Regions from separate parts of the Rattus norvegicus genome. Here region 2 is linked to region 1. The links are chromatin contacts, called in public Hi-C maps. All regions are on one chromosome and are shown on one strand. Each heading gives the region's core, a stretch centred on a gene start, on an enhancer-like site or on the middle of the called end of the contact. The rest is flanking DNA. Distances are from core to core; before and after follow the strand shown.

Evidence for each region. Hi-C and Micro-C count contacts between places; a contact is called where the count stands out from the background.
Region 2: a Hi-C map of psoas muscle shows a contact between it and region 1, with 3 times the contacts expected there. The contact joins the enhancer-like site here to the promoter of Tmem184c in region 1. A contact is called at or near these places in 6 of 12 Hi-C or Micro-C datasets (the A7r5 cell line, Schwann cells, frontal cortex and 3 more).

Annotation. Positions count from the first base shown.
Region 1 is chr19:47,245,890-47,251,711 of GRCr8, reverse strand. Tmem184c (transmembrane protein 184C) reads right to left here and starts at 2,181. Exons shown (of 10, transcript NM_178330.1): 1 at 1,603-2,181. The coding sequence starts at 1,725.
Region 2 is chr19:47,447,687-47,453,508 of GRCr8, reverse strand. It overlaps Arhgap10 (Rho GTPase activating protein 10), which reads right to left. Exons shown (of 23, transcript NM_001109501.1): 6 at 739-849. Among named protein-coding and RNA genes, the nearest start is that of Arhgap10, 98 kb to the right of the region's middle. Within about 2 kb of position 3,203, at least 7 of the 93 cell types and tissues checked have an H3K27ac peak or open chromatin away from gene starts, as enhancers often do. A contact at or near this core is called in liver, where this site is marked.

The DNA.
Region 1 (5,822 bases), core at 932-3,431:
AGCACTCTTTTAACTGTGGACACTGTCTAAAGTCTGACCATTAGGAACGAGGCTGGGTTCTCTCTCATTCATATGTTGAAACTTAACCCCTAATGCGAGTGTCCATACTTAAGAGATAAGGCTGACAGGAAGGGGTGAAATGAGGTCATAATTTCAGGGAAGATGATCTCAAAAAGAGATGCTTCAGCTGAGACTCCACGGGGGCTCCCCCAGCCCCTCCAGGAAGGCCTTCCGAAACTGCTGCAGCCGGGGCATCTGGTCCTGGACAACTTTGGGTCCCTCCACACTCTAAGCTGGACCTCTCTCGGCCTCCTCTATGCCCGGGCCAGTCTCTGGAGCCTGGGCTTTTCAGTATCAGCTAACACACCTGCATCTGATGCGGATTCTGATGACTCCAGCTTGGGTCTCTCTTCTAGTTCCTTTCTTCCCACCACTTCCGCCTCCTCCTCACAACCCTGGAACCTTTTAGGCGATCTCCCTGACTTGGGGCTGGCCTTTTCCTCTGGTCCTTTCCTTCGTTTACCACAAAGCTGTGAGAGTCTGTCTTCTGGTTTAGAATCTGGTCCCAGGGCCAATTTTAGCCCCCTCCCTACTTTGCCCAGCCGCCCACACAGGTCCTGGAGCTGTGACTGACAGCTTTTGGTCAATGGAGAAGGTCCTTCCACAGAGACTCCAATCCCCATATTTCTTCTTAGTAGCTCCCTGAGGGAGCGTAGCCAGACATCAGGGATAGATGCTGTGCCCGAGGCGGGCAGAGGCCTCCAGGGTCGCCCAGGGCGTCACCTGGGCCACGGTGTCCGACACTAGCCTCACCAGCGCAGAGTCGACATAGGGTGGAGGCCAGGACGCTCAAGATCGGAGGACCCCCTAGCCAGCACGAAGATCCCCGCGCTGAGGAAACCAGGAGCGCCAGAGTAGAGCCTCTACTTTTTTTTTTTTTTTTAAATATAAAGGAGCATACAAGGGACGTTTGTAAAAATTTTTGCTTTGATTAAGGACTAACTTCAGTCTGGGAATGAAGTTCTGTTGGTAGAGTGCTTGCTTCAAATGAACAAAGTCCTGGGTTCAACCCTGCGCTGAATAAACAGAATGATGGATACACCTGTTTTTGGAGCGCTGGGAAGGTAGAAGGATCATTCTAGGCTATAAAGCAAAATCCAGAACAGCCTGGTCTACATGAGACTTTATCTCATTAAAGTCTTAAAATAAAGAAAACATGTAACTTCAAACGTAAAGTTAATTAGCAAAGTCAAATTAACAAGAATCCTTTGGTTCCAGGAAGCGGGCTAAAAGCTTGTAAAATCCAAAACGTAGTTTTCACGGTAGTTTATTTGATCTGGTCAAGTCCTATATCTGCACAGCAGATCTGATTTCAAGATAAAGTTCTTTCTGGGACTGATGGATATTGGGCAAGCAGCCCATTGTAAGAGAGTACATTAACTATTTTTCTCCACCCGGACCAGCTGTGGCTGCAAAATAAAACCAGACAGGTTGATTTAATGTCCAAAGCCAAAATGTTTTGCAGACCTCAAGCATTAGATGGCAGACAAAGGAACTCTGTCAACTAGCGTAAGAAAGGGTAGAGGTGTAGGACCTTCTTACCTTTAATTTTTGAAATTCCCAGATGCAAACAGGTACGGTTACCAGGATGGCCAACGCATAAAGGAGTATCAACAGAGGTCGAATCCATTTCCTCCAGTTATTCCGATTACATGCGCAAGGCATTTTAAAAAACGAATTCTCTCTAAACACCCGAGTTAACGAACTAAACCATGATCTTGGCAAGTCCTCTTTTTCGGCTGCCTTTTCGTCAGTCGCCCTATAGGGAAAGATTTACCAGCCGTTGGAGCCGCGTCCTCGGGTCGCTCTGTGCTTGCGGCTGCTGCAGCGGTGGCCGCTCGGGATGTTTGCAGGTGCAGGCTGCATCCTCTCCGGCCAAACCGCATGCAGCCGGTGTAGCCGCGGCGACGCCGCCGCCTCAACTGGAAGTCGCCCAGAGTCTTGGCTGCATCATGGCCCCGAGGACAGTCGGGGTGACTTGGGGATTCTGGGAACTAGGGGTCTGACCTGAGACTGGTACCCTACCAGCCCTCTCCCTCCTTCCTGCTATGGCAGGCTAGTTTCCGCCCCGGAAGACGCGGCCCAGACCCGCCTCACTCACGCGGTCGGAATCTCCACTGTAGCTGTACACATTATTAACAGATGTAAGAGCACTTCCGTTTCCGTCTACATGCCCACTGAAAATGATTGGCGTGGCTTCAAGCTGGGCTGGGCTAACCTTGTCCCGCAACGCAAAGCTTTATGATTGGTCAGCTACGGAGGAGGGCGTGGCCGTAACCTAGGTTACCGAGAGGGCGTGGCGAGGGAAGCAGAGGAGCGCAACAGAGGAAGGTAGCATCGCTAACTTATCTAGTCCTAGTGGTTCCCTAAAAGGCTTCCAGAGGTTGTAGGAACTGGGGACGTTTCAGAAACACCTGCTATGTTCTTGAGACTTTACTCCATCTTAAGAAAACTCATAGTGAGGGGCAGTCATTGTGGAGCAGAACTTGAAACAGCCTTTTTTTCCTCAGAAGACTTCCCATTTGTCTTTAGGGGTAAAGTCGGAAGCCCGCTGGAAAAAGACAGAATAGGAAACCTTTGTTTAGATTTCAGTCAGTTGTTAGAGTTTAGAGTCCTAAGGAGGAATTTCTCTGCATAATTTCTAGACTGAGCAGAAGAACCATTCTAAAAACAAGCTTATTTGGAAGTAACCGCCAATATGAAATGTTCAACTTTGGAACTTGTGTTTAAAAAAGTCTTACTCATTTAAGATCCAAAACGTTGGTATTCTAATATCTATACACCTAAATCTTTTAGCTGTATAACTGTCGAGATCAAATAATGGCAAATGGGATCTTAGTCTTTCTCTCTTTTTTCTTTTTTTCGGAGCTGGGGACCGAACCCAGGGCCTTGCGCTTGCTAGGCAAGCTCTCTACCATTGAGTTAAATCCCCAACACCGATCTTAGTCTTTCTAAATCAAGGGAAAAGTCAAGCATCTGAGTCCCGACTAGACACATTAACACTGCCTATATGGTCATTTTCTGAAGTGAAACACTACTCAACACAGTTTGTATGAGTTAATCTGCATAAAAGTAGCGAGTAGCGACCGGCAGTTTTCTGTTTCACGAATGAGAAAAGTTTCAAGTGATTAATCTGTCCAAATATTGTCCTATTAAGTAATAGAGCTGTTGGGGTTGGGGATTTAGCTCAGTGGCAGAGCGCTTGCCTATCAAGCGCAAGGCCCTGGGTTCGGTCCCCAGCTCCAAAAAAAAAAAAAAAGTAATAGAGCTGTTTTCTCTGACCTTGGACTCTGCTTGATGTTTAAATATTTGCCATCCAACCAGGGGGAATTCTGCCTATTACCCATGTAGGCAAAATGCGGTGGGCCAGAGTCTCATATGTATATTGATGAAATCACACAATCTTCAGTTACCAGAGCCTGGAGTCTGACTTCTGTAGTCTTTTTTTTTTTTTTTTTTTTTTTTTTTTTTTTTTTTTTTTGTGATCTCTATTTGCAACTTTCCTTAAAGGGGCCATAGGACTTTAGTTTGGTCCACATTTAAAGTTTTTTCTTTCTTTTTCTTTATTTACATTTCAAATGTTATCCCCTTTCCCGGTTTCCTCTTTGGAACCCCCATCCCATCCCCCGACCCCTGCCTCCATGAGGGTACTCCCCAATTCACTGACTCCCTCCTACTCACCCACTCCCACTTCCCCACCCGGGGAATTCCCCTACACTAGGGCATCCAGTGTTCACAGGACCAAGGCCCTCTCCTCCCATTGATGCCCAACAAGGCCCATCCTCTGCTAAATATAGGCTGGAGCCATGGGTCCCTCTATGTGTACTCTCTGGTTGGTGATTTAGTCCCTGGGAGCTCTGGGGTGTCTGGTGGGTTGATACTGTTGTTCTTCCTATGGGGTCACACTGAGGTATTTTATATTATTTGGGACTATTGTGAAGGGTGTCATTTCCCTAATTACTTTCCCAGTATGTTTTTCCTTTGAGTAGAGGAAGGCTACCAATTCGTTTGAGTTAATTTTATATCCAGACACTTTGCTAAAGTTGTTTATCAGGTTTAGGAGTTCTCTGGTGGAATTTTTGCGGTCACTTAAGTATACTATCATATCATCTGCAAATAGTGATATTTTGACTTCTTCCTTTCCAATTTGTATTCCTTTGACCTCCTTTTGTTGTGTGATTACTCTGGTTAGGACTTCGACTACTCTATTGAATATGTAGGGAGAGAGTGGGCACCCTTGTCTAGTTCCTGATTTTATTATGATTGCTTTGAGTTTCTCCCCATTAAGTTGATGTTGGCTACTGTTTTGCTGTATATTGCTTTTACTATGTTTAAGAAAGGGGCCTTGAATTTCTGATATTTGCAAGACTTTAACCATGAAAGGGTGTTGAATTTTGTCAAATGCTTTCTCAGCATTTAATGAGATGATCGTGTGGTTTTTTTTCCTTTGAGTTTGTTTATATAGTGGATTAGGTTGATGAATTTCTATATATTGAACCATCCCTGCACCCCTGGGAAGAAGTTGAAGGACCCTAGGGGCTTTCACCAGCCTTATACCCACAACCTCAGGTCAAGACTAGGCCAAGAACCAGTTCCTTGCCTTGAGTCAAAGTTAGACCAAGTTCCTTTCTCCACCCAGTTCTCAGGAGGAGCAGGAACATTCTTGAAAAACCACAGTTGGGGTTGGGGATTTAGCTCAGTGGTAGAGTGCTTGCCTAGCAAGCGGAAGGCCCTGGGTTCGGTCCCCAGCTCCGAAAAAAAAAAAAGAAAAAAAAAAAAAAAGAAAAAAAGAAAAACCACAGAATGTACTGACTGGTAGTCACCTGACCCTCTGGTCCCAGATAGAGTTGAAGTGCGTGTCACATGCTTGCTAGCTAATAGATTCAAAGGTCAATATGCTTAGCCAATAAGTCTAAACTGTAACCTTACTGATATAACCTGTACCCCTAAAAAGTATAAAAACTGCTTGTTATAGCCATTTTGGGTTGTCTTCCTAGAAAACCACTTTCCATGAGAGGTTGATTGAGGGTAGACCCTGACGTGCTGGAAAAATTAACCTCTTGTGTTTGCATTGGACTCCGTTCTCATGTCTCCCTGTGGGTGTAGGGGGGTTGTCTCTCAGTAGATAAGACTCACTTCAAGCCTTACATTTGGTGCATTGACTGGAAAGCCAGATTCCTCCTATGAGGTTCGGTGGTCACAGGAACAGCTGGAGCTTTATGTCAGGTACCACGGTTATCTGTACCCATGTTGTCTGTCTTGCTTTTGGTTTGCTCTCAAGCATCTGTAAGGTGCTCTGTCTGTAAGAGCCTCTGGTCTGGTGTGGTAAAATTACGGCTAGCAGACATGCTTTAAGGTCATGACTGAGGGGAGTCTGGATTGAGCTTCAATCCCCCACCCCTTGGAGGGAGTTGGGAGAACTCTGCTCCTCTTGGAACCTGCTAGACTCGATACCATTGTAAGCTGACTGAGTTGCCTGATTACCTGGTTTATGTACCTGTGGCAGGGGCAAGCTGTCTCTGTGTTGATTGTCTTTCTCTGTGTTCTTGGACTTGGACTTCAACTGATGCTATTTTTGGACACGGGACAGACTGAATCTACCTTGTTAAACATCCTAGTTTACCACTGGAGGGAAGTTGGGGAAAGAGGAGAAAATTTGTCAGTAGCAGTAAAGAAGTAAAGAAGGGCAGATTAGTTACTCTCTGCTCCTCCGAATGGCAACCTTCGGAGTAGGATGGCCACCTGTAGGGACACTTGGTTTA
Region 2 (5,822 bases), core at 1,954-4,453, 200 kb before region 1:
GTAAGGGAAAATGCAGCTTGTATTAAAAGTATCAGACTTCCAATCCTTCACAACTTTTTGCTTTGCACAAAGCATCGTGTATACTTGGTTTTCAGAAGATGTTTATATCCACTTCCTCTAAGTGCCTATTAATATGTAAGTAACGACTCATTAGAAGCACCACAGTAACCACAAAACTAGGGGCTGGAGAGACGGCCCCATGTGCATGTTCTGGTCTTCTAGAGGAATCAAGTAAAATGCCCACAGCCACGCGAGTGGCAAGCCACCTACGAGCCCTGCTCCAGGACGCTCCGCTGACACTGTGCTCACGTGCACATCCACACACTTTAAAAACACAAACGTTTCTGTTGGAGAAAGCCATTAACAAAACTGCTTCAAATGCTACCGTGTGACATAGAAATAATCATGAATATATGAAACAAAAACGCATTTAAGCGAGTGCACTATCATCTCATCACACTGCCTCTCGCATTCACAGACCAAATGCAGTGCTTAAGGCCATGCATAGGAGCTGTGCCCCTGACAGGGGTGGGGGTGGGGGAGGGCTGTGCCCCTGACAGGGGGGGGGGTGGGGGGGGGGGTGCTGTACTCCTGACGGGGGCAGGAGAGGGCTGTGCCAAGACCTCCCAACAGTTTGATGTTTTCCTAGCCTTTCCCAGCCTGTGTCCACCCTTCATGTGAGGTCTCCCTCAGTCTTTACACAACGGAATCCATGGCAACCAACGTCCTGCTACTCACCGGCTCCACGAACTCGAACTTCTTCCTTTCCTGGATTTCCTGGAGCTTACACACGTATTCAAGAGAGAGCTCGTAGAAATGCTGCCGGTTCTGTTCCACTTGGAGGTCAGCCTGCATCAAAACAAGCACTGTTAGCTGACCCCACAACAGGGGACCATCAAACCAGAGGTCAACAGCCCGGTGCTGGCCACGGCAGGGCACTTTTATAAACTTGTATTAGAACTTGTGTCCAACTCATTGCTACTCTCCTGTCACAGCAGGACAGCACCACTGCTCCAAGGACATAACATACAGAAAAGTCTAAAATGGCCCTTCCCAAACTCTAAAGAAGAGCTTGATGTCCCTCAAAGACTGAAGATTAGGGATTACACTTCTCCGTGGAACAGAGTCAAAAGTCCCAGCAACACCACCTGCATAAGCAAGTCCTCTAAGGGTAAAGCTTTCTTGCCACAGTCACCCGGGCACTGGGTGAGGGGTGTGGAGGTGGGCGGATGCTTAAACCCACAGGATGCTAGATCCCCAGAGCACAGGGGCTCCCACTGCCAGCTGGAAGCTATTCATACTGCATTCCACTCATCTTGCCTGGCGAGGACAGAGGGACAGAGGGACAGAGAACAGAGGGAGCACCTTGCCAGAGAAGACAGCTGAAGGCTCATCTCAGAAGCCATCTTTAGAGGTTATCAAGCAATACCATTCTTCAACTCTGCTAATTTTTACCCCTTGAAGCGTGCATTTAGGGCTTTCTCCAAATCAGACGCCCAGATGGACAAGCACACATGGTGAGCACCGGTCATGAGGGAAGCACAGTGACCCCACCACACACCCATCAGGGTGGCTGCTAGGAGCGGTTCTCATCACAGAGAAAGCCATGGCAGATCCAAAAACCATAAAAGTAGGGTGATGATGTTACCATCATACACTTTGGGGTACACGTGCAGATAACTGAGAACAAGGATAGCACCACGGGTGCAGCCGCGAGTGTAGCAATGCTGTTCACGACTCGGAGCTGGAAGCAACTGACATTCTATGGACACGGGACAAATGTGCTCTCGGAATAAATCCACCCTTTAAAGTGGACGGGGCTGGAGAGCTAGGGTAAGAGCGCCTGCGGAACAAACACAAGGACCCTAGAAGCTACATAACATGTCGGGTGTGGTCATACACATGCATGTAACAGCGCTATGGGGGGTCCCATCATTACTGGAGCACCCCCCCGCCGCCGCCGCACAAGACAGCAATGCCCAAGAGTCCCTAAAGAGTGTGGAGATAAACTCTGGAGGTGGTCTCAGAGAACAGATCTGCTGTCCTGCACACAAGTAGCCACCTACATGGTGGAGGCCTATCGACTGTGACTGTAAGCACATTACCTCAGATTGGACAGTGAGGGCTCACACCACCCGGGTCTCTGTGAACAAAACACACTCAAGGGGACATGGAGAGTCCAGGCTTGTCGCAGGCCAGCTGCCGGCTACTCACACTGCTCCAGACTTCAGGAGCATGGTGTGCCACGCTTACTAGTTAGAAGGGCAGTGTGCCAGGTAGGCTGGGCACCAAGTCTTGCCTGCATTCTCTCCTATGTGGGTGGGGGAGGAGGGTAAGGGAGTGGAGGCAGGAGGATTGCTGGGGCTTGCTGGCCTTTAGCCTAGTTCCAGGTTCAAGGGAATAAGGCAGAGAGTAACAGAGCAAGACACTGGATGTCCTCTTGCTCTTTCCTTTGGCTTACACACACACACACACACACACACACACACACACACACACACACCCGCGCGCGCGCGCATCCATACACAATGAAATATAACAAAAGGAGGCAAATCATGATGGGTGAAATGAGCAGCTGTTAACACCAGCACTTGGGGAGCTAAGGGACATGACCAGGACTAGGCTGGACTACATAGCGAGATCATGGCTTTACGAAGAAGAGGAAGCAGATTCTGGCCACATGGATGGACTCTTAGGCTCTCATACGAAAGGCAGTGTATATCAGACATAGAAAGAGAAACTCCTACACTTGAGGGATCTAAGATAGACAAACAGAAAGACAGTTGTGCTGAGAGCACAGGAGGAGTCACAGTTTCACAAATAAGGGTCTTCTGATTGGGTAGGTACAAAGAAGGCCTGGAGATGGCTGGGGAACGGCCACACAGCCAAGTAAAGCATTAAGCCAATGCCCCCGCACTATTCAAATGGCTAAAATAAACTGGAAGATAAATATTTTCCCACAAATTTTCAGAAGTTTCTAAAGACAAGGTGGTATTTCTCTGGTAATTAAAAGTCTTTGAGTAAAAGAAAATTTAAGTATAAAGTTAGCAAAATGAGAGTTTCTACCTAAAAACCATGGCTGTTTGTATCTGATTATTCATCTACCAACAGTATAACCCAAAGCCAAAACCCGTAATCACGCTGAGCAGTTAAGAAACTCTGGCTCGGAAAGCAGTGGTTGGCTCGCATTACCCTCACGAGGCATTGCTGTGCACAGAGCCGAATGGTTCTCAAGTCTTCTCGCTATGGCTTCCCCTTACACTGCTGAGCACCCTGAGTCTTAATGTCTGAACACCCAGAGCTGCTGGGCCATGGACTTTTCTGATTCTCTCTCCAGATTCCCCAGTTCACAGCTAGCTCATAACTTTCGATATTACCACAAAATACTCCAGTTGTTCTTAGGAGGACAGAATGACTCCTGGTCCCTGCCCTAGTCTAAAATGCACTAACTTTTCCTAACACGTTATGATTGGATACAGTGTACATGTGTCCTGTAAATTTTAATGTACTGAGAAGCCTGGCCTCTGATATGTCATTCTTGGAGTGATGGAATCTTCAAGAAATGAGGCCTGCTCTGGGGTTATCAAGTCACGGAGGCACAACCGTTGGGAGGGATTAATGAAAATCTCATGGAAGTGGATGGATTCCCATGAAACTAGATGGTTTTAAGAAGCCTGGCACCTCCCCTAAATCTCTTATACAAACACTGTCGCACGAAGCACATCACCACGGTGAGGCCCCTATCAAAGCCAAGAAGGTGCCAATGTCACACTCAGATCTCCAGGACTATGAGCTAAGTACATGTTCTGTTTATAAATCACCCATCTGTGTGCGGGTTTTAACAGCAACACAAAATGAAGTAGCACACACAGTAATCAAAAGCTGTTATTAACTAATTAATAAAAAACTGGATTATAATCCAACTGTAGCTCTCCATACATGCAAAAGAACGGCCACACAAAAGCTCGCCAAAGCAATGAGCATCTAGAAGCAAACCTCCTCAGTCAGTCTCTCCTCTCCTTAAGGCCTACAAGCTTAGAAGAGAGCTGTTTCAAGTGGGTGTCCGTACGTCTGGGAAGAACAGAGAAATCAAGACAGAAAGTACGTTCTACCAAAATGAAACTGGAAGCATCTCGCCTTCTGTGCCTCTCAAGCTCATGACTTGCACTTTACTTATCTTTGGGACTGATGACACTGTCGAAGCCATAACTCACTGTGCACACATCCTGTTTGTGGTTCTCACTCTGACCGGCACTATTCTAGGCAGAATGGATAGGGGACTGAATTGTAGCCTTCAGCGAGCTTATGGTCAATGAAAGAAGCCATGTACATTACCTAGGAAGAGTGAGAATAAGCCAGAGGCGGTCGATGTACACAGACAGTTGGAGGAGTTGAATAAAGGTGCCTACGACCTAGAGCTGGGCAGAAGAGAGGTAGGCAGGGCCTCGGTTCCAGACGCTTGTGGTCTAAGGAGAGGACCACAAGCAGAGAAGAAAATGAAGAGAAGAAAAGACACAGGGATCATGACAATTGGCCAAGAGAGCTGGCCAATCAGAGTAAGAGCAGCCCAGGCAGAGAATGGCAAGCTACATCACACGGTTATTGGCAGGGAAGTAGATATAATAAATAGATAGATTCTGGGGTAGAATAGCTCTGGTGCTTCAAAGGCTTAATATAAACATAAAGGTCAAAGGTGGGGTAGAATCGCCCGACTGACATTATTTATTAGCCTGACACACATGGCCTAGGCATTAACTATCAGGCAGTATTGATGGAGAGAGACTTGTGGATCTAAGGTAGAACATAGTGGGCAGGGGTTAGGGTATGCCTCGGTGTGAGTCCCAGCAAAAAATGGGCTTACCCTGAGAAAGGTCTGCAGTGCATGGCACACAGGGTCCTGGGCAGGGTGTGCAGTGCATGGCACAGGGTCCTAGGCCGCCCTAAGGTTTCTGAAATCATCAGCTCCGGGGCTTTCAAAGAGGAATGAAAAGGGTGGAAGGGGTTGGAGTGCGGGGACTGAGGCTGCCTCCTACATTATACACAAGAAACATTTAGAACAGGATGGCTAATTAGAGTGATGTGGAGGTGGAAATTAGCTTGGGGCATAAAAATCCTCTCTGAAATAATTGAAAGTGTGAGTGCAGCTTACGGAGAAGAGGGATGAAAACTGCAGCGGGCCAAAATGTCAGCAGCTGTCCTTGCAGAACAGACTGGGGGGAGGGGGGAGGGGAATAACCACTGCACTGCTTCCTGCATTGAATGCAGCAGACTGAAGCATAGACTGAAGCAGGGTCGGGTGGAACCACACATGGCTTCCAACACTGACTGCAGCAAGGAGAGGAGCCATACACCTCAACCACTGTAGTGAGACACACGCAACATGAAAGCCATCTTCTCTTTATGACCCATAGATGACATCGTGAGATGTCATCCAAACGTCAAAGGCAGAAGAAACACAAAACGGAAAACTACCTGTGGGTGTCAAACACTGATCTGTGCACGCATGGAGCCTATAAGAAAAGCATAGCTGCCTGATTCCTGCTATTGCCCTCTGGATGGTACGACAAATGCACACAGAGGGGAACATCACGCCCAGATTCGCTTGTGTTTAAGAGTGAACAAACGGAGAGAAGGCACCTCTGGGCTCTTGTTCGTAGGTCATAATCCTACATGGTGCACCACACTATTGCTAATAAAACTTATGTTCTGGGCTAAAGGAAGGTACTGAGGTCTTCAGTAGCTATGGGGAAAGGAAGAGCGTAATATGTCATACGATCACACTTCGTGTGTGTGTGTGTGTCATACAATCACACTTCATAATT